2 separate regions of the Mus musculus genome follow, and region 2 is linked to region 1. A link is a contact called in public HiChIP or PLAC-seq data. All regions are on one chromosome and are shown on one strand. Each heading gives the region's core, a stretch centred on a gene start, on an enhancer-like site or on the middle of the called end of the contact. The rest is flanking DNA. Distances are from core to core; before and after follow the strand shown. Region 1 has its middle 42 kb from the start of Wee1. Region 2 overlaps Sbf2 (SET binding factor 2).

Region 1 (3,221 bases), core at 573-3,072:
CAAAGTAACTGTATAACCAAAGAAGACCTTGAATTTTGGATCCTCCTGTATCTATCTCTCCACTATAGACATGAGCCACTACACCTGGGTTATGTGTTATGGTCATACATTCCTAGCCCAACATTGATTTGAGATTTTTTTTTTTTTCCTTGAGAGTCTTATTATGTAGCCCTGGCTGGCCTGGAACTCACAGGGACCCATCTGCTGGCCTCTGCCTCCATAGCTGTGATTGAAGGAAGGGCTATGTGCAGCCTGCATTTCTGTTTTTTAAGACTTATTTTTATTTTTAACGTATGTGTGTCTACACTAAGGCTAGAAGAGAGCATTGAATCCTATGGAGTTGGACTTACAGGCAGTTGTGAAGCGAGTGCTGGGAATTGAACCTGGGTCCTCCGGAAGAACAGTAAGTGCTTTAATCACTGAGCCATTTGTTCCGAGCCCTGGACCCACAAACTAAACTTAAGAACTCTTTGGTAATCAGAAAAACTACTGGACTTCCTTCCAAAAACACTGCACGTCTGCCTAAAAGTTGAAACAGCTCACCCAGTTTCATGAATAACCCTGGATCCTAAAATGTTCTACTTGAGTCAACCCCCAGGTTAAGGACCCCTGGTAGGCTTGAATAAACACATCTTATAACACATGCTGCCTTCAAAGCCTGTTTACAGACGGTGATAAATAAGAAAATAAATAAATAGGAATTCATTGAAAAGAACTACTGCCTTCAAAGACTAGTTAAGTCTGTTTACTAGAGGTGGTATACCTGGGCAGGGTTGGGAAAGGTGATTAGTGAGTCCTTTAGTCCAACAAGCAGTATCCTAGATCCGGGGCTCAAGAGCTTCAAGGCCAGAGAGACAATGGGACTTTGAGGGATTTGTTCTGAAACAGGATTCACTGTAACTCAGGATAGCCTCAGATTCTCTATGTAGCAGAGGCTGGTCTTGACGTTTTGTTTCACCAAACGCTGCAACCACCGTCAAGCTTACCTGTCTCTAAATTGTGGTCTTGGATTGATTCTGACTGAATTTCCCAGACGCGGGTTGTCAGGGCATGATCAAGGGAAACCCAGGCCACAGGTGCAGTCCCTGGGTCACCCAGGAAGAGCTTGCGGAATGTCCTGTCTGTGAGTGCCCTCTGCTGGGAACGCTCGGTCCCGCTACGGGACTGCGGCTGCGCACTGGCACCACGGGGCGGCGCAGACTTCTTGGGTGTAGTGCATAACCCAGCGGACTGCCTAGCCTCGGTAACTCCAGTAATGCTCTCTAATATTGTTCATCGTGCCTTCCCTCCGACCCCTCAGACCCTCTGCTTCTCATCATGACTTTGACCACCAAACCGTACTCTAGGCTCCTAAGGCTAGTCGTAGAAACATCGGAGCACCCGTTGCATATATGAAACATGTTTCTCACGACTGAACCGAGTGTTTCGATTATAATTCCAAGGCAGAAAAGGATGCAGGCACGTCGCGGCAAAGAGAAAATGGACACCTGGGTGGTGAGGAAAAAACGGGAGCGCCCAGAGTCTAGCTCCGCACAGCGACCTCACAGTGTTAAGTGCCCGGTACCCTGGATTTAGCAGGGCCAGCCCACTCTGCAGCAAAATTAAGCAAAGCCAATTCCTCCCTGTGTTGGAGAGTTGGCACCAGTGACGCTCTAGACTTGAGCAAAAGGACGCCTGCTAAAGCGTTGATCAGGGTTGGGGCCCTTGCCTAGCAAGCATGGGGCTCTGGGTTCCTAAGAAAACTGAGCCCAGGATGTGAGCCACGTGGTGGCTTTTGTCCGGTCTTCCCGGGACCACGGGCGCCAGCAGGGGGCGAGACGTTCCTTTTAACCCCGCTCAATTGAAGTTAAAAATAGAAGCTGAGTTCAACTGAAAAGCATGAGACAGCAAACGTAGAGAAACTTGATCAGGCCGATATGAAGTAACATTTCCAAATACGGCAGTAAGGGCATGAGACAGAGCAAACGTGGAGAAACTTGATCAGGTCGATATGAAGTAACATTTCCAAATACCTCAGTAAGGTAAGCAGCTTCGGCAGGAGCGCTGCTCTAGGAAGTGAATGAAAACTTCGAGGTGTAAAAAATGTTAAGTTCCAAGTCAGACATCAAATGAACTTTCAGGGATTAAAATGGTAAATGTTTTAAAGACAAAGACACGCAATATCAATTAGAGTAAACGTTTTATCTGTGGATAAATATTGGAATTCTCCAGCTTTAAATAACAAAATATTACAAGGGAATTCAAAACCATGAACACTAAACAGAGTTTTAAAAAGTAATAATAATAGCCTGAGAAAAACTGTCTCCAACAAAATTCAAGCTGAGAGTATCTCAAATGAATAAAACTTTATACAGAAAAACAAACCAGAACTGGGTGGTAGTAGCACGTGCCCTTACAGTCAGCACTTGGGAGTCAGTCACCTTTCTGAGTTCGAGGCCACCCTGTTCTACAGAGTAAGTTCCAGGACAGCCAGGACTACACAGAGAAACCCTGTGTAAAACAAAACAAACAAACAAAAAAAAACTCACAACCAAACAACCCCCCCCCCGCCAGCCTCCTACATAAAACAGATATATTGGTGATAGCCTGTAATCTAGCACCTCAAAATCAGAGAATGTGAGTTTGAGGCTAGCCTGAACTGCACAACAAGACTCTGTCTCAAAAGAAAACAAACAACAAACAAAAACAAAAAAGAAAAAAAAAAACGCTAACAAATCTAATAAGATGGGTGGGTAGCACCGCCCATCTGAGAGGTAGGGCAGGTAATTAGGAGTTCAAAACTGCCACTTTTTCTCCCCTCCTGTATTTTTATTTATGTGTATATGTGTACACCATGTGCATGCAGTGCCCACCAAAGGCAGGAGAGGGCGTTAGAGTCCTCTGAGACCAGAGTTACAGATGGTTGTGCGTTACCAAGTGAGCCCTGGGAATTGAACCTGGGTCATAGGGAAAACTGAGCCGCCAGTGCTCTTAGCAACTGAATCAGCTCTCTAGCCCCTAACGATATGATAATTTTAAAAACAGACTCTTGAGCTATATAGGCCAGAATAGGGCACTGGATTCCCTGGAACTGGAGTTGCAAACAGTTGTTAACTGAGTGTTCTTAACTACTTAGCTTAATTGAAAAGTGGCAGCAGGAAGATCAGGGGTTTAAGATCAGGCACAGCTACAACTACAGTGTGTTCCCAGTCAGCCATCCCTAGCTACACAGGAAATTGCCT
Region 2 (3,008 bases), core at 77-2,576, 220 kb before region 1:
TGGGGGAGGGGAGTTGTGGAGAAGTTGAAGTCTGCCCTTCCCCCTTGCAGAGAACTTCCTAACCCAGCCCACTTCTTTGTTTCTCTTACAGATATTGATCTTAAACATGAGGTTTTGTTTTCAGCAAAGCTAGATAATGAAATCCCTAAGAGTCTGCCATTCATGTTTGTTTGAATGTTGACAATATTGGACAGGCTTCATCTTTAAAAAGCATCCCCTCTACAGCATGGGGAAGGGGGTACTGAGATTTTAGAATTCAAAAAGTAACTTACAACAGTTTACTTTGCAAATATAAATTTAAAATTCTTAAAGATAGGTTAATGACTGCTAGGAACTAAGCGAATTGTTGATTTTTAAGCCACCAAGTCTTGGCAGTTTTTTCATGCAACAGTAGATAAATATAAATCCTAGTGCATAGTAAATGGGATGGAAACATTAGGCAAAACTGTTAACTGGCATTGTGTGTGAGTCTTTGAAACCAGGCTGTGCTACCCAGGTTGCATCGTGGGTACACTTGGTATCGTTAGCCTCTCACTGAAGTGCAACTTAAGAAACCCTGTAGTCTTAAGACTGCCATCGAGGGGACTGGAGTGAAGCTTGCAGGTGAAGAGCACTTGCTGCCTTTGCAGAGGTCCCAAGCTCAGTTCGCAGCACCTACATGGCTTCTCACGGATTAACTCAGGTTGCAGGGGACCTTAGACCCTCTTCAGACCTCTGGAGGCACTGTACACACATGGTAAAAATGCATACATCCAGGCAAAACTCATAAACACATAAAAAATATGAATCGTAAAAAACAATACCATCAATCCCAAATCTCTTTTGTTAACCAGTTGTTAGTTGTCAGTGGCATCTGTACGAGGCAGATACATTAGGGCACATCTCTGAGAGACAGCTACAAAGAAGTTGTAGATTCCTGGTTCTTTGAATTAATTTTGAAAATCATACTTGTAATCCAATCCATTGTTTAAAATGTAATTTAAAAAATGGAATTCTACAGCAAGACACTTGGATATGTCCTTTTAAGGTAACAGCAGTCTACTCACTCATCAGATGCGGAAATGTATGATGACAAAGGTGATTTGAAACCATGCCTAGAATGCCCAGAATGCCATGGCGAGGAGTTCAGACTAATATTATCCTCTAGTCTCTAAGGAGTATGCAGTACTCAGCTGTCAGAAACTTACAGCAAGGAGCTAAGGAGGCTTGAGAGATTGAGGGGCCCGTAGTGAGCTAGCACAAAAGGCAGTTTAGAGAGAAAGGCTGGAAGGCACTAAGAACTGCTAACTGAATGCTTGAGACCAGAGAATGCAAATGAGTGAAGCAAAGGGAAGGAAGAACAGGCTTCCTGTGTGCAGGACAGCCACTGGTCAGTCCTAGCAGCTGCAGCCTTGCATGCAGGAATGGTGTCAGCACATCTTTTGTTTTGTTTTCAAGAAAATTATAAATTTGAACAGTACATAAAATTTCTTCTTTTGATTTAACTAAAAAAATTAAAATCGTGGACAAGGAGATTCAGTAGGTAAAATACCTGATGGGTTAAAAACAAGGAACAAATTTCAAATTTTCAACAGCCATGAGAGCCAGGCTTGGAGATGTAGGCCTATTACCCCAGCCCTGTAGGTGTAGAGACTTGTAGGTCCTGGAGGATTACTAGTTAGCTAGCCTAAAGGAAACAATGAGTCCCAGGTTCAGTGTGAGACCCTGTTTCAAAATATGAAGTAGAAAAAGATAGCAAAAGAAGGTGTCCAAAGTCATCCTCTGGTTTCTACATAAATGGTAAGAGTCAATTTCTGCTTTCCTCTCTGTCATAAACTCACACTCTCTCATCAACCTCTTAAATAACCAAAACAAAATGTGCAGCTACATTCAGCTGATACGATGTTAGCTTCACAGCCTCTCACTTTTAACTCTGACTATAAATTCTTATGGTGTATTATAGTAGGTCTGGTGGTTTGAATTGAGAATGTTACCATAGGCTCCTATATTTCAATACTTAGTCCCCAGGGTGGCCTTGTTGGATTGGTGTCATCACTGAGGTGGGCTTTGAGGCTTCAAAACTTCATACAACTTCCAGTTGGATCTATCTCTCTGACTTGTGGTTGTTCTCTTAATGTGTAAGCTATCAGCTACTGCTCCAAGGTTATGCCTGCTGCCATGCTTCCTGCCATGATGATCGTAGCCCAACCCTCCAAAATTGTAAGCAAGCCCCTAATAAGCTCTTATCTTTTGTAAGTTGCCTTAGTCATGGCGTCTCTTCACAGAAATAGCAATGGAACGAAGATATAAGTGGAAAGCCCTAAAATGGGAACTAGATGTGAATTTGAATTCCAGCTTATTCTGAAATCTTAAACAAATGTCTGGGATTGTGATCAGTAAAGACAGAAGCGGGTGGTAAACATAAAGCGCCCGTTAGAGTGGCAGGCACGTAGTAAGTGAACAGTGAATTCTGGGGGGATGAAGAACAGGATGGACTTCAGCTGCAAACTGAATGTTACTTCCCCAGTCTCTGCATGTGCATGCAAGTACAGAAGAGATGCAGTTCCTAGGCTCATAGAGCTTAGCCAGAGTTCCACAATCAGGCCAGCGTTCACAACTACTATCCTGTACTTCCTGTTATGGATCTGTAGTCTCCATTGCTATCTATAATTCTAGCTAGAGCAAGAAGCAAGTCTTCCATTTACTGACTTTCACTCCACGAAACATGTAAGCAAAATAAACATGCTCATCTAAAGATACATACATAAATGTATACACATAAATATATGTGTGTATTTAGTGCCATTGAATGAACCTAAGACCTCACACATGCTTGCCAAGCATTCCGAGCAAAATACCTTTACAGATCTGTGTAAATGGGTTTTATATTGTACATAATCAATACTAATTACTGCCCTTCACAATGCTAAAATGCCTTTTCATCCAGATTAACAATGAGAGAGAACGTTCTCTGTGAATTAGCTAAATTCTCCCAATAGGATATTTTTTTTTCTGTATTTTTCTGTGCC

Evidence for each region. HiChIP or PLAC-seq counts read pairs in DNA pulled down with a chosen protein or histone mark.
Region 2: an H3K4me3 HiChIP or PLAC-seq map of bone marrow-derived macrophages shows a contact between it and region 1, with 5 times the contacts expected there. The contact joins two enhancer-like sites. A contact is called at or near these places in 1 of 15 datasets of contacts at CTCF or cohesin (pro-B cells), 5 of 484 Hi-C or Micro-C datasets (B cells, the HL-1 cell line, embryonic stem cells and 1 more) and 7 of 115 datasets of contacts at active chromatin or transcription factors (the 230-238 cell line, bone marrow-derived macrophages, embryonic limb bud and 3 more).

Annotation. Positions count from the first base shown.
Region 1 is chr7:110,162,897-110,166,117 of GRCm38.p6, reverse strand. No RefSeq gene overlaps it. Among named protein-coding and RNA genes, the nearest start is that of Wee1, 42 kb to the right of the region's middle. RefSeq lists an enhancer at 1-3,221. Within about 2 kb of position 1,822, at least 301 of the 459 cell types and tissues checked have an H3K27ac peak or open chromatin away from gene starts, as enhancers often do. A contact at or near this core is called in bone marrow-derived macrophages, where this site is marked.
Region 2 is chr7:110,386,044-110,389,051 of GRCm38.p6, reverse strand. All of the region lies in intron 17 of Sbf2 (SET binding factor 2), which reads left to right. Among named protein-coding and RNA genes, the nearest start is that of Gm32861, 99 kb to the right of the region's middle. Within about 2 kb of position 1,326, at least 35 of the 459 cell types and tissues checked have an H3K27ac peak or open chromatin away from gene starts, as enhancers often do. A contact at or near this core is called in bone marrow-derived macrophages, where this site is marked.